Linked DNA regions of Mus musculus: region 2 is linked to region 1. The links are chromatin contacts, called in public Micro-C maps. All regions are on one chromosome and are shown on one strand. The core of a region is the stretch at or near the end of the contact, and the rest is flanking DNA. Distances in the headings are between cores, read along the strand shown. Region 1 overlaps Gm38475 (a long non-coding RNA gene). Region 2 overlaps Rassf8 (Ras association (RalGDS/AF-6) domain family (N-terminal) member 8).

What was found. Hi-C and Micro-C count contacts between places; a contact is called where the count stands out from the background.
Region 2: a Micro-C map of trophoblast stem cells shows a contact between it and region 1, with 2.3 times the contacts expected there. The contact joins two enhancer-like sites. A contact is called at or near these places in 5 of 484 Hi-C or Micro-C datasets (bone marrow-derived macrophages, megakaryocyte progenitors, trophoblast stem cells and 1 more) and 1 of 115 datasets of contacts at active chromatin or transcription factors (astrocytes).

The regions. Positions count from the first base shown.
Region 1 is chr6:145,543,619-145,547,802 of GRCm38.p6, reverse strand. All of the region lies in intron 1 of Gm38475 (a long non-coding RNA gene), which reads left to right. Among named protein-coding and RNA genes, the nearest start is that of Gm38475, 69 kb to the left of the region's middle. Within about 2 kb of position 1,687, at least 56 of the 459 cell types and tissues checked have an H3K27ac peak or open chromatin away from gene starts, as enhancers often do. A contact at or near this core is called in trophoblast stem cells, where this site is marked.
Region 2 is chr6:145,786,522-145,790,705 of GRCm38.p6, reverse strand. All of the region lies in intron 1 of Rassf8 (Ras association (RalGDS/AF-6) domain family (N-terminal) member 8), which reads right to left. Among named protein-coding and RNA genes, the nearest start is that of Gm15704, 40 kb to the right of the region's middle. Within about 2 kb of position 2,330, at least 13 of the 459 cell types and tissues checked have an H3K27ac peak or open chromatin away from gene starts, as enhancers often do. A contact at or near this core is called in trophoblast stem cells, where this site is marked.

The DNA.
Region 1 (4,184 bases), core at 438-2,937:
CTGGATCAGTGTGCAAGGCTGGATGAACTGTGGTCATCTGGGGCCAACAGCCTTCCCTGAAGCCATTCTGGAAGCAAGTCTCCCAAGGAAACAGCTTTGAGGCAGTCTGAGGCCAGATCAGGCATCCCAGCACCCACAAGGGTGGATCCGGTTAGGGCCACTTCCTCGGTTGTCATTTTCTGTTAACATGTAAGCTCTCACAAGTAATAGACAGTTCTGTACCAATAGTGTATATAATGTGCAAGGTGCATAGATCAGTTAAAGATGATTCTTTGTTCTTGTTTGAGCAGCTGAAAATTATCTGTCTGTCTTTATAAGTTAGTTTGGATCGTGTAACAAAACTGTAACATAGACTAATATATATGCCACTTAAAACAATGGCATGGTAAGTCCTGAAGACTTGGTTGCCAACAAGATTTATTGACTACACACACACACACACACACATACATTCATATTCATGTCTCAGTTGGTCTCAGAGCTTTTCTCATGTAGACAGAACAGATATATATTAACCTATCTTGTTGATATTGCCAATCTCTCTCTGTCTGTCTGTAGCCAAGATATTCAGGGTGTCTTCCCCGGTCAAATCTTATTTCTAATAATTTAGATGGAAGATAACCCTGCCCCAACCCTAACTCTGGGTCCTTATATTGACTACTAGAAAATATCTTTCCTAGGGCAAAATTATTTTTGCCAACAGAAAAAGCATTATCTTTCAAAGTGAAATTATAAATATACCTTATGTAGATAAATATGTCTATATTCCCCTTTTTCTTTATATAAATTTGAGATCAATATGTATTTACCTTTTAGATCATTAAGGATATATTATTTATTATTAAGCAAAAACCTAGATAGTACTTTTATGGAAAAAATGTGTCATTTTGGATGTTTGCAAATTGCTATATCTTATAAATTGTAGTGACATTCTGAATTTACTTAAAATCTTTAAAATTCTTCTATGTGTTAGTAAAGTCAACCAATAAAAATATCCTTCCTGTTTCCCTGCTATTAGGGAAAAACAAAAACATTCAAACAAAATCCAAGCAAGGAAACAAGAGAATTCTAAGTTGGGGGCCAGCTGTGTTAGGTTATCTCACAGGCCTTGGAAGTCAGGCGTTGCCACACTGTACCTGAGCCCGTGTAGCAGCAAGCGCTAACAAACATCTCACAGCCAGAGAGCTCTGAGTTCCAGCTGCCACCAGTTTCCTTTTTTCTTCCTCTATTTTTCCTGACTAATTTAGCGTTCCATCTTTCAGATCTCTCTTTACCCAAGTCTGTTTCATTTGATCTTCCTCAGAGAGGGCACAGAAACCATGGTGCTACTGAATGTGCTGTCGCTAGCTCCATGGCAACAAGGAAAAACAAAACCGTACAAGATCCAAGCGCCTTCTGCTGGAGTGTTTTCCATTTTTTAACATGGAAAGTATTTTTCCCTTTAATCTCTGACTCGCTTTAGGGATGTCGATTTACCAATTTTAAACTTAGTGCCTCCGCAGTTAGGACGCTTGGGGCTGTTAGTTTTATTGCAGCTCAGAAGCAATGTTCCCTTTGAACTTCTGGGTCTCTGCAGGCTCCTGGGGTCAGCAGGTGTCTAAGGCAGCCAGCTCCGCCTCCTCAGCTCCGCCCCGCCCCTCAGTGCAGCTCCGCCCCCTCAGCGCAGCTCCTCCCCCTCAGCTCAGTCCAGAAGGTTGCCCCACTGGTTCAGCCTCCTGCCTTCCTGGCCAGGCCTCTCCAACCCACTGGGCTTCTGCACTGCTTCAGGCCTTCACCCACAGCCTCAGGCCTAGCTCTCTCTAGGGCTTCTGTCTGCTTTTGTTCTCTCTCTCTCTCTCTTTTTTTTTTTTTTTAAAAAGACCAGGCCTCTTGTCCAGCTGTGCTGACTCCCCCACCCCCACCCTTTTACCCAGGCCTTGTCAAGCTGTAAGCTTGGATTCTAACTGCTGTTAAGTTGTGGGCCAATTTATAGTAGAATTAATATATTCTATCTAGCTTGTATAAAAACCTTACAATACTGGTATTTATTTACAAGCTGTAAGCCTAGATTGGGCAGGCTTAGTTAAAATTGAGCTATTCTAACTTACATCCCAGCCATATGTCCCTTGTCACTTGCTGATCCTCCTGGCCACGTGCTCATGGTCCATCTCCTTTCATGGAGGCCTCCTCCTCCCTCTGTGTCCTTTCTTCTCTTCTCTGCTCTCTTTCCTGAGACCCCTCACGCAGTCTTCAAGTCCTGCCTTTCTCTCTCTACTGCCCAACCACAGGCAGTTATTGACTGATTAACTTGGGGAGCAAAGGTTTTTATTGACCAATTAAGTTGGGGAGCAAGGCTTACAGAGTATCATTTAGTGTCGTTGGGGATCTCCTAATTGCAGGCAGCCTAATCTTGAGAGCCAGTATTTAGCATTTGTGTACATGGCAGCATCAAACCAACTCCAACAGAGACATTTCATGGAGGAAAGCGTGAGTGGCCTGGGTCAGTGACACCTAAATGCTGGTTGTCACGAGGACAAGAAGCTGAAGTCGCCTATAGGTCTGAGATGAGGCAGACATGGAATGAGCAAGTGACTGACTTGAAGTGTCCTGAGCAGGTGGTTAATACCCACCAAGGAGCTGTGGAAGGGGGCGTGGTTTACTCAGGTTCTCAGTTTGAGGGGTGTAGCCTGCCCCAGTGGTAAAGGTGTGGTGGTGGATTGTTCTCCACTGTAGCAATGGGGACATAGGCTGTGAGGTCACATCTTACCAGAGCAGGGAGCAGAGAGGGTGAACAGGAAGCAAGGCTGAGTTACAACCCTCATGACCCGCCCCTCACCTCCAATAGTGACTCACTTCCTTCTGCCAGACTTCACCTCCAAACAACTTTCTAAAGCAGCACAGTTGGGCAGTCATGTTCAAACACTGAGGATGGCATAGCTGTGTGAGCTTGCACAAGATACTTAACCTCTCCAAACATCCACTTCTTTGTAAGTAACACCATGGTAGTGCTACCCTGAGGACAGCTATAAGCACGCAAGCAAATGCATGTTTCTCATTGTCATGTGTAGCGAATGTGAAATGTAGCGAATGTGTAATGCCTGCTAGAAGCATCGACTTCTTTGTGGCTGTGTAAGTACCATGTGCCACTGAGAGACCCGTCTCCACCACAGACTGCTGTTCTACTCAGCTTAGCCCGCGTTGTCTTAGACGATATCCAGGTTGCCGTTCACTCCCGCATTCCCCTTACATCAGATGGTCTCTGCGTACTGTTTATGGAGTCACTCCTGTGTCTGACGCTTCAGATGTGCTGCGGGACGTGTGGGAGGCCCAGCGCTGTTAGCTCCAGAGACTGTTGCCATTGATCTCCTTGCTGATTCTTGACAGAGCCTTAAGGCTACTAAGAATCCAATGACTGAGATTATCATAGCTTTGAAGTCATCCTCCATTCTTCCCACCAGGACCTCTAAAAATAAAACTGGCAGGCCAGCCCAGAGCTTGGATGTCTGCTCAGGCGTGACCCCTTCTGTCCCATGGTTTATCCCTGATGGGGTGATCTGAATCACCTCGCTGTGGCCCTTTACTGATAACTATGTTTACTCCAGAGACTGCGGACATCTCAGCCACCCTCCAGTCCCTTCTTGAAGAGAGCTGTCTGTCTTTGCAGAGATCCCTTGTTATCTGTGTCAAGAAAACCTGTGTTCAGTTGTTGAGGCATGCCGACTAAGTCTATTTAAACCCGCACAGAATTTCGGTACCAGTGTATGTGCGCTTGGAGTTAGTTGATTGTCACTTTTATTCAATTAAGATGCTTGTGGTTTGTCAGGGATTTATGTTACTGAACCCTGGATGACTTGTCTCTAACACTAAGAGACAGAGTCCAGCTTACTTACCCCCCTCACTTCTGGGCAGGATTTTATGCATCCCAGGCTACACCTCTTACATAGTCGAGGGTGACCTTGAACGCCTAATCTCCCTGTTGAATTCTGGGATCACGGTGAGTGGCACCACACATGGATTGTAGTTTGGAGGTTCAAATCGGTGTCTTTATAACGCTAGGCAAACACTGCTGACTGAGCTGTGTCCTCAGCCCCATGTCACCTGTTCAGGTGGGATTCCTGCATCCTGGTTTGTTCTCCAGTGCTGCACTTCCGGTGATGACTGGATGCACAGACATGTGGCCCTTCTTGGTCCATCCTGTTCTGTAG
Region 2 (4,184 bases), core at 1,081-3,580, 240 kb before region 1:
AAGTAAGTCCTTTATCAAACAAACTATTTGCAAATATTTTCCATTTCAGAAGAGTTTCTTGTCCCTTTTTTGAACCCAAGTTTTATTTCTGATATCTAGTGTACTCTTCTGTTGCTCTGGAACTTAGTGTTCTATACAAGGAGCTGCTGTCTGCTTCCTGAGGAGTCACACCTTAGCTCAAGAGGTTTTGATTTTTCTTCTTTACTTTAAATCTCTTATTACTTCCATTCAGTCGATGAAGTGAGAATGAGGCCACCTTCTTTCTTTTGCACATGGACACCTACTGGATCTGCAACATGGTCTGTCCTTATTAGGTCTTAGTTTGTTCCAATAATGTTTAATGGCATTTTGTGTCTAGCTTCTATAATTTTTGTAGAATTGCATCCCTAATCATTTTATTCTTTTTCGTAGTGCTTTATGCAAGCATTTTAAATTTATTTTGTGATGGCTCCTCAGTAGGGTACAGAAACACAACTGACTCCTGATCTGTATGTAACAGCAGTCTGGCAATGGATCACTTGGGATTTTCTACACGTTGTTTCCCAGTGGCAGCTCGATCCTTCCTCTTTCTCCCTTCCTTGTCTCATGCATGGCACACCTAAATCTGCTAGGGTGCAGGTAAGCCCGGAGAGGAGAAAGGCTTCAGGAAAACTGGGGCGCGGCAGCTCAAGCCACTCATGAAGCCATATTTTAAAAGACTGAACTGTCTGCAAGGAGGTCAAAGGCAGCCATCTGAACTGGGGCCATACTCAGCCTGCTAGTGCACTGGAAGAGCCTTCTGGTAGGCAGGTTGCCACCTAGGCTTGACCCAGTGTCCACCCAAGGCCTGGTTTCTTCAGAGCGGCATGGGCCATCAGAATAATAGCTGGAGCCAGCCACAGCAAAATCCTGCTGAGTGGTGTAATCTTTCTGTGATTCCAAGTTTTACTAAGAAATTAAAGATACATTGTTTGGCTTCTACTCCTAGTAAAGAAGAAATATATTTGGTCTTACCAAATGGTTTTGGTTTTATTATATTTTAGCACACGACTTACAGGTTTTTTCAGTTCTTGCTGTTTTGTTTTTTATTTTTATTATGTGCATGTGTGCCATGCATAGACACATGCATGTGAGTGAGTGCAAGAGCCTTAGGAAGCTGCAAGCATTGGATCCCTGAAGCTGAAGTTGGTGTGGGTGCTAGGAGCTGAACTGGGGTCCTCTGGAAGAAGAGCTAAGTGCTTCTACAGCTGACCATCTCTCCAGCCTCAATTTTATTTCTTCTAGTAAGAGATGTTATAGTAGGATTTTTTTAACTCCATACACTCAAATATGTTTAATTATTTTTAAATTAAAAGACATATTTTCTAAAGGTGAACAATCTCTAGAGCTGCTTCTATTTCACCAAGAATGAAGTCCCAGCATGGCCATGCCCATTCCTAAGGCTTGTGTGATATTTATGATTTTGTTTTAATGACTACCACAAATAACAGGATGAAATAATATAATGCTTTTAAAACATAAACATTTAAAAGAATAAAAAGTTGTAAGAAATATTAAATATTATTCTTTTCCTTCAAACACTATACTTTTGTTTATGATAGGAATTCCAATCTTTTATCTCCCTCACCTTGTAAAACTCTTATGCAAATGTTTTAATCCCCAGTTGGTAAAACTTTTGCTTACACAAAGGCACATAAGTGACTTACACGGTCGACCTCTTTCTTTCCATCCTTCATTTGCTTTACTTGAGTCATTAAAAATGAGATAATTGCAAGAGACTGAGGTTGGACCCCAGCGAGTGAGTAAAGACAGTTACTCTCTGGGTTAAAATAAAACAAAGTGTGCTTCCTGTCCTGTGTGTTAGCATGCCCTGGGGCTTGTTGCACTCTTCTTGGTAAAAAGAAATTCCCTGATAATCCTGTGTTCTCTTTAATCCTGTGTTCCTTTGTGTGTTAGCAAGATCTGTTTGTTTCTAACAAGGTTCTTCTCCAAGGTTCAGAGTCTACAGACTCCAACCGGAAAGTGTAGTAAGTTTCCTTAGTCCAGAGTAAACTACAGTGCTTAGCAATGCGCAAGCCCTTTACAGATGCGTCAACAGCAATGAGATCAGAGTGAAGGGCTCTGCATCATGAACCATTTGGGCTGTGTTTAGTAGTGGACACTGCTTTCTGTGCTCCGACTTCAACATCTTGCCTCTTCTATGAAATTAGGTCCAGGCTCCTAAATATTTTTGTGGATGGTTCAGCAGGTGAAGTTCTGGCAAAGGAACCCTGGTGAAGACAGGGGAGGCTCTGCTTTCTGACCTGTTCAGCAGCTCATGAAGCAAGGTGGTGTCCTGGGTGTGTGAGCCCTGCAGCAAGGGCAGCTCTCTAGCAGGGAGTCCACAGAAAGCACCTAGGACGGTGTGTTCATGCAGTGTCTCTAGCATTCTGGTAAATTCCATCCGGCTGGGATTTTCCTCTGCCTCGGGACCTTGACCTCAGTACCATAGGATGGAAACTACTATAGTGCAGAATTTAAAAGGAAGAAGATACTGTCACACTGAGTTATGTGGACAGATACATCGAGCTGCTCTCAAACAACTCTCTTTACGAGCAGCCCAGACTCTAGAGAGAAACTTTGGTAATGTTCAGAGATGTTAAACTTTATAATTGCCCAAGAAGTGTGCTCACTCAGGATAAAGCCTACACAGGATTCTGTAGTTCATGAGGCTTTCCCAAAGATCTCCACATGTAGACAACTCTAGCATCTACAAAGACTCCTCTGCCAGGTCCTATGTAACAAGACAGAGTGACAACGTTCAGACTGACTAAGATGAAGAACACAGCTGAGACGCGAGGGTTGCACTGAGGGATTATTAGGAGATCTTAAGATCGCAGGCCCAACAGAAGCAAATCCTTACCTAAAAGACAAACCAAAGCACTAGATCTTAGAATCAGAGATTAGTTAGATAACCTAAAACAAAGCCAAATGAGGAAACAAAACAAAAACCTAACTAAATGACAACAAGACCACTAAATCAGCCTGTGATATCTTCCAAGTTTTCCAAAGTTGAAACAAACAGTGGATGAATATTCCCTCAAAAGAAAACCTCTTGGCTCTGTGAAGGTCTAAACTAAAAGCAGAGAGTCCAGCCTTGAATACTGGGACTGCCTAACAGGCAAAGCCCATGGTGAAAAGAAAAATAACTAGTACTGACAAGAACTTAGCAAACACCAGCTAACAGCAGGCCTTGCAAGCAGCCTGACACTGAGCTGGAGTGTGGTCAGAGTCATGGCCCCTGCTTCTGCGGCGAGTACAGCCAGGTCCTTATTGAAAGATGAAAAGATGAACTATGACTGAGAACAGGCAGAGGACAACTTCAGAACACCACTAGCATGCTATTCATCTCAATCTCATTTACTTTTACAAAGAATATTCAAACAAAATAAGTTCAATTATTTTACAAGTCAGCATTTCTTACAATTACAGTTTAATATTACATCATAAAACACACACACACACACACACACACACACACACACACACACACATGCACTCACAAGCTCAGCAACATCTTTACAAAAATGAAGAAACTGTCCACATCTTGGCAAACTGAGATGAGTAACAGCACACTAGAGAACACAGATGAGAGTTACAGGAAAGCCAATTTATGCAGCCTGGCACATTTATGTGCCTTGTCATTTCAGTGTCTTCATGGCCAAGTGGCCTATCAATGGACTTGATATCAATTAGTTTCTATTTCTAAGTTTGTCTGTCCCTGACTTAAGACTTAAAATTACAGAATATCTTAAACACTGAGCAGTAGACAGAGGGAGACATTTGTACCTTAGGTATTCCTGTACTGTGGTGTTCCTGCACTGTAGGTGTTCCTGTACTGTGGGTGTTCCTGTACTGTGGGTGTTCCTGTACTGTGGTGTTCCTGTACTGTGGTGTTCCTGTACTGTGGGTGTTCCTGCACTGTGGGTGTTCCTGTGTTGTGGTGTTCCTGTACTGTGGGTGTTCCTGTACTGTGGTGTTCCTGCACTGTGGTGTTCCTGTACTGTGGGTGTTCGTGTACTGTGGGTGTTCCTGCACTGTGGGTGTTCCTGTGTTGTGGTGTTCCTGTACTGTGGGTGTTCCTGTGTTGTGGTGTTCCTGCACTGTGGGTGTTCCTGTACTGTGGTGTTCCTGTACTGTGGGTGTTCCTGTACTGTGGGTGTTCC